2 separate regions of the Mus musculus genome follow, and region 1 is linked to region 2. The links are chromatin contacts, called in public HiChIP or PLAC-seq maps. All regions are on one chromosome and are shown on one strand. The core of a region is the stretch at or near the end of the contact, and the rest is flanking DNA. Distances in the headings are between cores, read along the strand shown.

The links. HiChIP or PLAC-seq counts read pairs in DNA pulled down with a chosen protein or histone mark.
Region 1: a contact with region 2 is called in an H3K27ac HiChIP or PLAC-seq map of embryonic stem cells, with 11 read pairs. The contact joins two enhancer-like sites. A contact is called at or near these places in 5 of 39 promoter capture datasets (the 3T3-L1 cell line, embryonic stem cells, liver and 1 more) and 2 of 115 datasets of contacts at active chromatin or transcription factors (embryonic stem cells and extraembryonic endoderm stem cells).

Annotation. Positions count from the first base shown.
Region 1 is chr8:69,119,588-69,123,320 of GRCm38.p6, forward strand. No RefSeq gene overlaps it. Among named protein-coding and RNA genes, the nearest start is that of Slc18a1, 32 kb to the left of the region's middle. Within about 2 kb of position 2,209, at least 174 of the 459 cell types and tissues checked have an H3K27ac peak or open chromatin away from gene starts, as enhancers often do. A contact at or near this core is called in embryonic stem cells and stem cell-derived epiblast-like cells, where this site is marked.
Region 2 is chr8:69,025,799-69,029,094 of GRCm38.p6, forward strand. No RefSeq gene overlaps it. Among named protein-coding and RNA genes, the nearest start is that of Gm33103, 25 kb to the left of the region's middle. Within about 2 kb of position 1,808, at least 43 of the 459 cell types and tissues checked have an H3K27ac peak or open chromatin away from gene starts, as enhancers often do. A contact at or near this core is called in embryonic stem cells and stem cell-derived epiblast-like cells, where this site is marked.

The DNA of each region.
Region 1 (3,733 bases), core at 959-3,458, 94 kb after region 2:
CAGGGGTCCTCTATGAAGAGGCAAAACTGAAGAGGGGGAGGAGCATCAGGGGCAAGATGGGGTCTTGGGAAAGAGTGGGGTTCCTTTCTATAATAACACATACCTATCTTGACTTTAGTTACTCTGAGGCCAGAAGCTACCTGCCTCGGGAGCTACCGACACTTGTTGCTAACAGCAGAGTGATTAGGTAAAGAATTTATTGCTATTGTTTGTTTCCTTCTCTGTTCAGGCAGCCAGAGCCTCTGTGACTCGGCTGGTTAACTCTGTGAACCAGAGAGGAAGGAAAGGAAAGGAAAAGTCTTTATACAGGCAGATATGCACAGACACACTCATACACCCACACGCTGGCTGGGCTGGACAGTCTGTCTGCCAGCTCCACAAAGTATTAATGCATGCTTACATAATACACATATACCTACTCGTATATATACAGACATGTACATATGGATGGATGGAGGACAGACGGACGCGGCAAAGCCCCCCAAGCCAAACCATCCCACCAACAACTATTTCTTTTCTCTGGCCTTTTTATATCTTCTTAGACAAAAAGTTCTTTAGAAAATTACCTCAGAGATAAAATGTTACATAAAATGGGAGTTACAGAAGGATGTTGCTATTAAGTTCAAGGCAGTGTTTCCATTTGCAAGCTTGTTATAAGTTCAAAGCAACAGTTTTTACATGGCCTTGCCTTATCATAGTGCACACCTGTGACTTTGTCTTTGAACCTAAATGTTTTTCCTTGAACACAAATTTGTCCCAAGCCTATTTCTCTTTTTAGTGTAATTATGAAAGCTCATTATATTTATGCAGCCTTTACTTACTATTATGAGGAGTGGGAACATTCTAATCTTGATTCTAACAGTATTACATCTTTCTAGCAAAGCAACTAAAACCAGCTCTTAAAACTTTCTTCTTAGCTAGGCAGTAGTTGTGCAAGCCTTTAATCCCAGCACTTGGGAGGCAGAGGCAGGCAGATTTCTGAGTTCGAGGCCAACCTGGTCTACAGAGTGAGTTCCAAAATAGCCAGGGCTACACAGAGAAACCCTGTCTCGAAAAACCCAAAAAACCAAAACAAAACCAAAAAAAAAAAAAAAAAAACTTTTTTCTTAAAATTATTGGAATCAAATCTGAAATTCTATAGAATCAATAATTCATCAAAATAGCATTAATTCATGAAAGTTTATCTTTATGTTAATCTGTAGGAAATCTGACCAATAGGGTGGGCTAATGCCCAGGGGTTATTATATTAATTTAATAACGACAAGAAAGGCATATCAACTACAAGAAGCAATCCTGAGATGAAGTCTCTTTGGGACCTTGCCATCAAGCTCACCCATCGAAGATCATGCCAACAACAATAACAACAAAAAGAAACAAAAAACGGTGAGCCACCTCCAGGAAGGCCACCTGCTAGCCTTAGCCTGTACTAGATGGCTCCTGACAAAGTAACTTACCCCAGTTACTGGCATTATACTCTTGTGCTTGTGTGTGTGTGTGTGTGTGTGCGTGCGTGTGCTCTATACTAAGTGTTTTCTGAAAGGGCAAACCTTTCAGAGGATAGCAGACAACTAATATTTTATAGAAGGAAAAATGGATAACTGGACTCAAGCCCCAGAATCAGAGATATACACTGCAGTCATCTCTGCTCAATCGACTTCGCAAGCTCTGGCTTTTGGAGCAGACCCCTTCAGTCTGGGGTGCTGGTTTGGGCGTCTCGTTTAAAAAGAAACAAATAAAAAATATGATGATGACGATAATAATACCTCTGGGGTTTGAGGTTGGACTGAAGATGAGCTAGAGCAGCCAGCTTGGACCGCGAAGACGCAGTGAGCTAAGCCTGCACTTCCTCATCACCAAGTTACTCTCGGATCTAAACTCATCTGCTCCCCCACCCCCATCCCGCACCCCTTTCTGAGACCTGCCCAGATGCCCCAGGGCTCTAGTCAGAAGGCTACGATTAAACAAAGGGCCATGCTCCCTCCCAAAGCCCAAGCAAAGCAGCAGGGGTCGCCGCCCGGACAGCAGGTTTGTAAGCAGATGCAAAAATGGGCCCGCAGCTGCCGCAGAGCACACCAACACACTGTTTTCTAATTCCCTCTCCCTGCTAAGTGCTGATTACCCGGCTCTGCGATCCTTACAAACACCTGACTTTAGCCAGTGGGGCTCTCGGAGAACAGAGCAGCTGGCAGGGCGCACTTCCGGCAAAGACCTAGCGGGGCAGCAGATGCGAGGCACTGATTATTCCGGGGTCGGGCTGCGCTAGGGACCTGCATTTGCACTTCAAAGGGGTCTGGCCCCAGTGCCTCACTCTGGGGACCCAGTCTTGTGCTGGGGGAAATCAAGTTGCTTTGAGTGAGTTACCCACCCCCTTCCTAACAGAGGGAGGGTTTAAACAACCCCTAGAAGTTAATGCCCACTGGCTAGACATCCTCAGGGACCCTCCCCTGTCTAGCAGCTCTTCTCTTTACAGTCTGTTTCCATCTGGACATTTACAGAGTCACAGCGAACCTATCTATCTCACACTTTTTTCTTTTAAAAAAGTCTTACTACATTGCCAAGGCTTTCCTGGCAACCATGGAGATCCTTCTGCGTCTACCCCTCAGGTGCTATGAATAAAAGTGGCTACCACAAACCTGCCTCTGTCTGGATCCTTTCAACATCCCTTGTTAGGGTTTCGTCTCCGTGAGCCCCTCCCCCGAGATATGCTAATATCCTAATCCCTAAGCATGTTCGAAATGTGGCCTTGTTAGACAATAAGGTCATTTTGGATGTGATTGATTAAGATGAAGGGGCCACGGCCAAATGAATTGAAGCCAGGGCAGAGTTTGGAGCGTTGTAGCCCCAAGGCAAGAGACAGCCTGTGATCTGAAGGAGGAAAGATCCTCTCAGCCCCGTGCCCCAGCAACTTTAGGAGGGAGTATGGCCCTACCAAGGCCTTAATCTTGGATTCCTGGCAACTACAATCTTGAGAGAACAAGCTATTGACAGGGCAGCCTAGTTTGTGTTACATACAGTGGCCCGGGGAGAAATGGGTCCCTGAAAAGTAATTAAGTAGCCTGTTTATTTCGCTAAAGGGGAAACAAGGGTGAGACTGCCTGGTCTTCCTGCCCCCAGAGAGCTGAGGGCTGTGTCCACAGACCCATTTCTTGGCAGTTTCTAGTATCTCACTGTCAAATGACTCAACCAGGGTGCTAGCTGGAGTAACAAAACTCCTTTACCCATTCCCCATTCCCCTTCCCCACTCCCAACCCGGTCCACACACACAATGAAGCTTCCAGTAATTAAGGTTGACCCGGGCCCTGAAGCCATATAATGAAATGGAGGGGTGCCCGGCGCTGGAGCCAGCTCCCCTCCTCCACTCTGCTCCTGAAACTTCTTCCCTCTCCCCTTTCTCAGAGCAGTAGTGGGTGGGAGAGTGGGTGTTATAATTACATGTATTTGTGTCTTCTTAGCCAGACAGCTAACGCTGGGGACAGACTTTTGGAGCTCACCTCAGCAAATACCAATTTAATTTGGGAACCTCTTGATAGCTTTGAAAATTGAAAGACAATCAGCACAAAAGGAATTAGATACAGCCAGAACTGAGTTCTTCCTTACGGCTGGGACTCCTGTAGGAACAGAGCCTGCTGCCAGCTTGGTCTCCACTTCAGAAAACACACCCTCTTTAGAAGCTTCTGCCACGTAGATCCTTGTGCCTCGGCATGTGCTGTGGCACAGCAAAAGCAGCAGTGGT
Region 2 (3,296 bases), core at 558-3,057:
ATAGATTTGTGCCCTGCTCAGTTATCATCAGGGAAGCTTCCTCCTGCAACAGATAGAGAACGAGACAGGACAAAGACCCATAGCCAGACAGTATGAGAGTGAGTAACCTTGGAATGCTCAGCCCCAAGAGATTGTCTCTATCACATCCTCCCCTTGGGGCTCAGTAAACTCTCAGAGTAGGAAGCAGAAAGAGTGTAAGAGCCAGAAAGGATGGAGGACACCAAGAAAACAAGGCCCTCTAAATCAACAGGACCTTCACACATGAACTCACAGAGACTAAAGCCACAGCCACCGTGTACCAGCTCTTTCATCCAGCTGAGAAGAGAAGTGGATACAAGCCCCACTGGAACCCAGCAGCTGTCTCTAATTGATAACCACTTTGCAAATAAAAATAAAATTTGTTTCCTCGGAGGGAGTCTCACTGGGGAAACAAACCTCTCTTAAGGGTAGGCCCCATGGCCAGCAGTAGACGGCCGACACAAAACAACTCAGAAGCATCTTTGGAGGCTTCTTGTCTCGTAATGTCCTGATTAGGGCTTTTCCTCTTCTTCTTCTTCTTTTTTTTTTTTTAATTTTATCTTGTTTTTTATTTTTATTTTATTTTGTCTCCCCAACCCAGGTCCTTCGCATATATACTAGGTTTCCAGTTTATTGTTTTTGTTTTTTTTTTCTTATTGTTTTTGGTTTTTGAGGCAGTGTTTCTGTGTAGCCCTGGCTGTCCTGCAGCTCATATAGATTAGCTGGCTTCAAACTCAGAGATCTGCTTTACTCTGCCTCCTGTGTGCTGGGATTAAAAGTGTGTGCCACCACATCTGGCCAGTTTACTGGTTTTATGAGATTCTGAGTATGCAAATAACAAGTGGATCTATTTCTTATGCTTTTAATTTTTTTTGTGTGTGTGAAGAGCTCTTTTCTTCTGTTTTGTGTTTTGTCCTATTCCAATGTTAGCTTTGGTTTTATCTTATTATATTTTTTTACTATCCCTTAAAGGTCCCTTTGTTTTCTAATAAACAACAGAAATGGAATAGATCCAGCTGGGAAAGGAAGTGGGAAGGGCTGAGGAGGAGGAAGAAGAGGAAGAAGAGGAGGAGAGGAGGAGGAAGAAGAAGAGGAGGAGGAGGAGGAGAGAAAACTTTTATCAGGACACATTATGTGAGAAGATAATCTATTTTAAATAAAAAGGAAATGCCAAAATTAATTAATTAATTAATTAATTAATTAATTAATTAAAAACAAAAAATAAAAGTATATAATTCTCTGATTTTTCTTAAGCTTTCATCCTCTTTACATACATGCATGTGTGTATATGTCTGTATTTATTTTTCTATTGCTACTAGAACAAATCCTACAAACTCAGTGGCTTAAAACAATACATCTTTTTCAAAACTCTTACTGTTCTGTAGAATAGAAATCCAAAATAAATGTCGCTGGGCTAAAATCCACGAGATGGCAGGAGGCACTCTTCTGCAGGATCAGAGTTCTGAAGAATCTGTGTCTGCGCTTTTCCCAGCTATCTGAGACCCCCATGTTCTCACAGCCCCTTCCACCTTCAGAATCCTTCTGACCCTTCTCTGGCCACACTTCACACTCGCACATTGGCTGGGACAGGTTCCCTTCCCTTAAAGATTCCATTTCTTAGATACAATCTGTCTCCTTCTCTCCCCCGCCCCCAACCCAACCCCAGAATCTGAAGACATATAATCACACCTGTAAATTTCCATGTTGTTGAGGCTCAGGCAAAGATACCCTGGGATGGTGCTTTGATCCACTATCAGGCCTGAGAAGTTGCTCAGAATGCAGGTTCCTCTGACCTTGTCTGCTTTCTCTCCTGAGCACAGGAACAGGCTCACTCTGGAACTCACTTATCTGACCAAAGGGAGAAGTGCAATTGTCTTAAAAACCTCTCCCTAAGCATCCCATCAAATAACCAGGGAAGATTAACTACTGGGGACAGAGACTAGCCATCTCCACACCTCCTGCCCAGACAGCTTTTCCAGTTTTTCCTCTCTAGCACATGGATGAACTCCAGCGCTGAGCTGCACCTCCAGCCTCCCCACCCCCTTGCCTTTTCATCTATTCTTCTGAGGACAACTCCTGGAGATTGCTCAAGAGCCTTTATCTACCCACCCCGCCAACCTTTGTTCCTCTCGCACATTCCTTTCCCTACCTCTCCCACTGCTTGCTGACAACACCCTCCCCTCCCGAGGATTCCAAGCTTCTCCCTATCCGAGTCTCCTTTCTTCTCTACAGCTGGAGAATTATGAAAGACTTGACCATCAGATCCTTTAGAGGAGACTAATCCTTTGTTCTGGTTTTGCCCAGTCATACACTCCCTCCTCTGCTCCTTGCAGCAACACGGGACAGCCAGAGTAAGTTTGTTACTAAGACACATAAAGGCTTTTCCATGGCAGACACCATCCAGATTAAGTCTGGACTCTAGGCTTCTGTCCATTGTATATATCTTGGTTATCTCCTAAAGGAATGTGCCAGAAACAATCTACCAATGTCTACCAAACATTACTCAAAAGCAGACAGCATTAACAAGGATAACTGGCTTAAAAGAGAAGGTGCTCAGACTTGGGAGCCAAGTTGGTCTGAGTTCAATAAGGCTCTGCTATTTGTTGTACGAGAAGTGACTATCTGAAATCAAGCTGATCATTTTACATCTGACTCAGTTTTTCATCTGCACAATGGTACCATCATGCCAAATCCAGCAGGATGAAGTGAGAGGCCCTTTAAGAGTACCACATATCATGAAGTTCTAACTGAAAAGGAATCTTAGTTGAGAAATGGATGAAAGTCAATATTTCTTTGAAAGTCAACACAATTAATTAATGGGGACAGAACGCAGAGGTTTGTAGGAGTGGGTGAGTCACCGGGAAGAAGTGTGAGGAGACTGTTGTCTTTGAAGGCTTACAAGTGTATGCTTTCTTTATCAGAAAAGTATATATATATATATATAAAACAAATTTATCAGTACTCACTCAAAACTTACACATGTTGGATGTGTTACACTCCAATTATTTAAAAAAAAATTGAAGAGGAGAGAAGCAAAGGAGAAAAGAGTATTTTCCCAAAAAACACTTGGGAAGCTGGGAAGCTGGGTGGGTGAGGAAATCTTAGCTCGGGAGACAAGACAATGATCTCAGCTCTCTAACCCTGCCCACCACACCCTTCTAAGTGTCCTTGTACCACTTGTGGGTTTTGGAGCCTAAGGAAGAGGGAGAGAGCCTCATGCAGAAACTAGGACAACTTTTCTGCTGGCACAGATATGAGCATGCAGAGTAAAAGCAGAT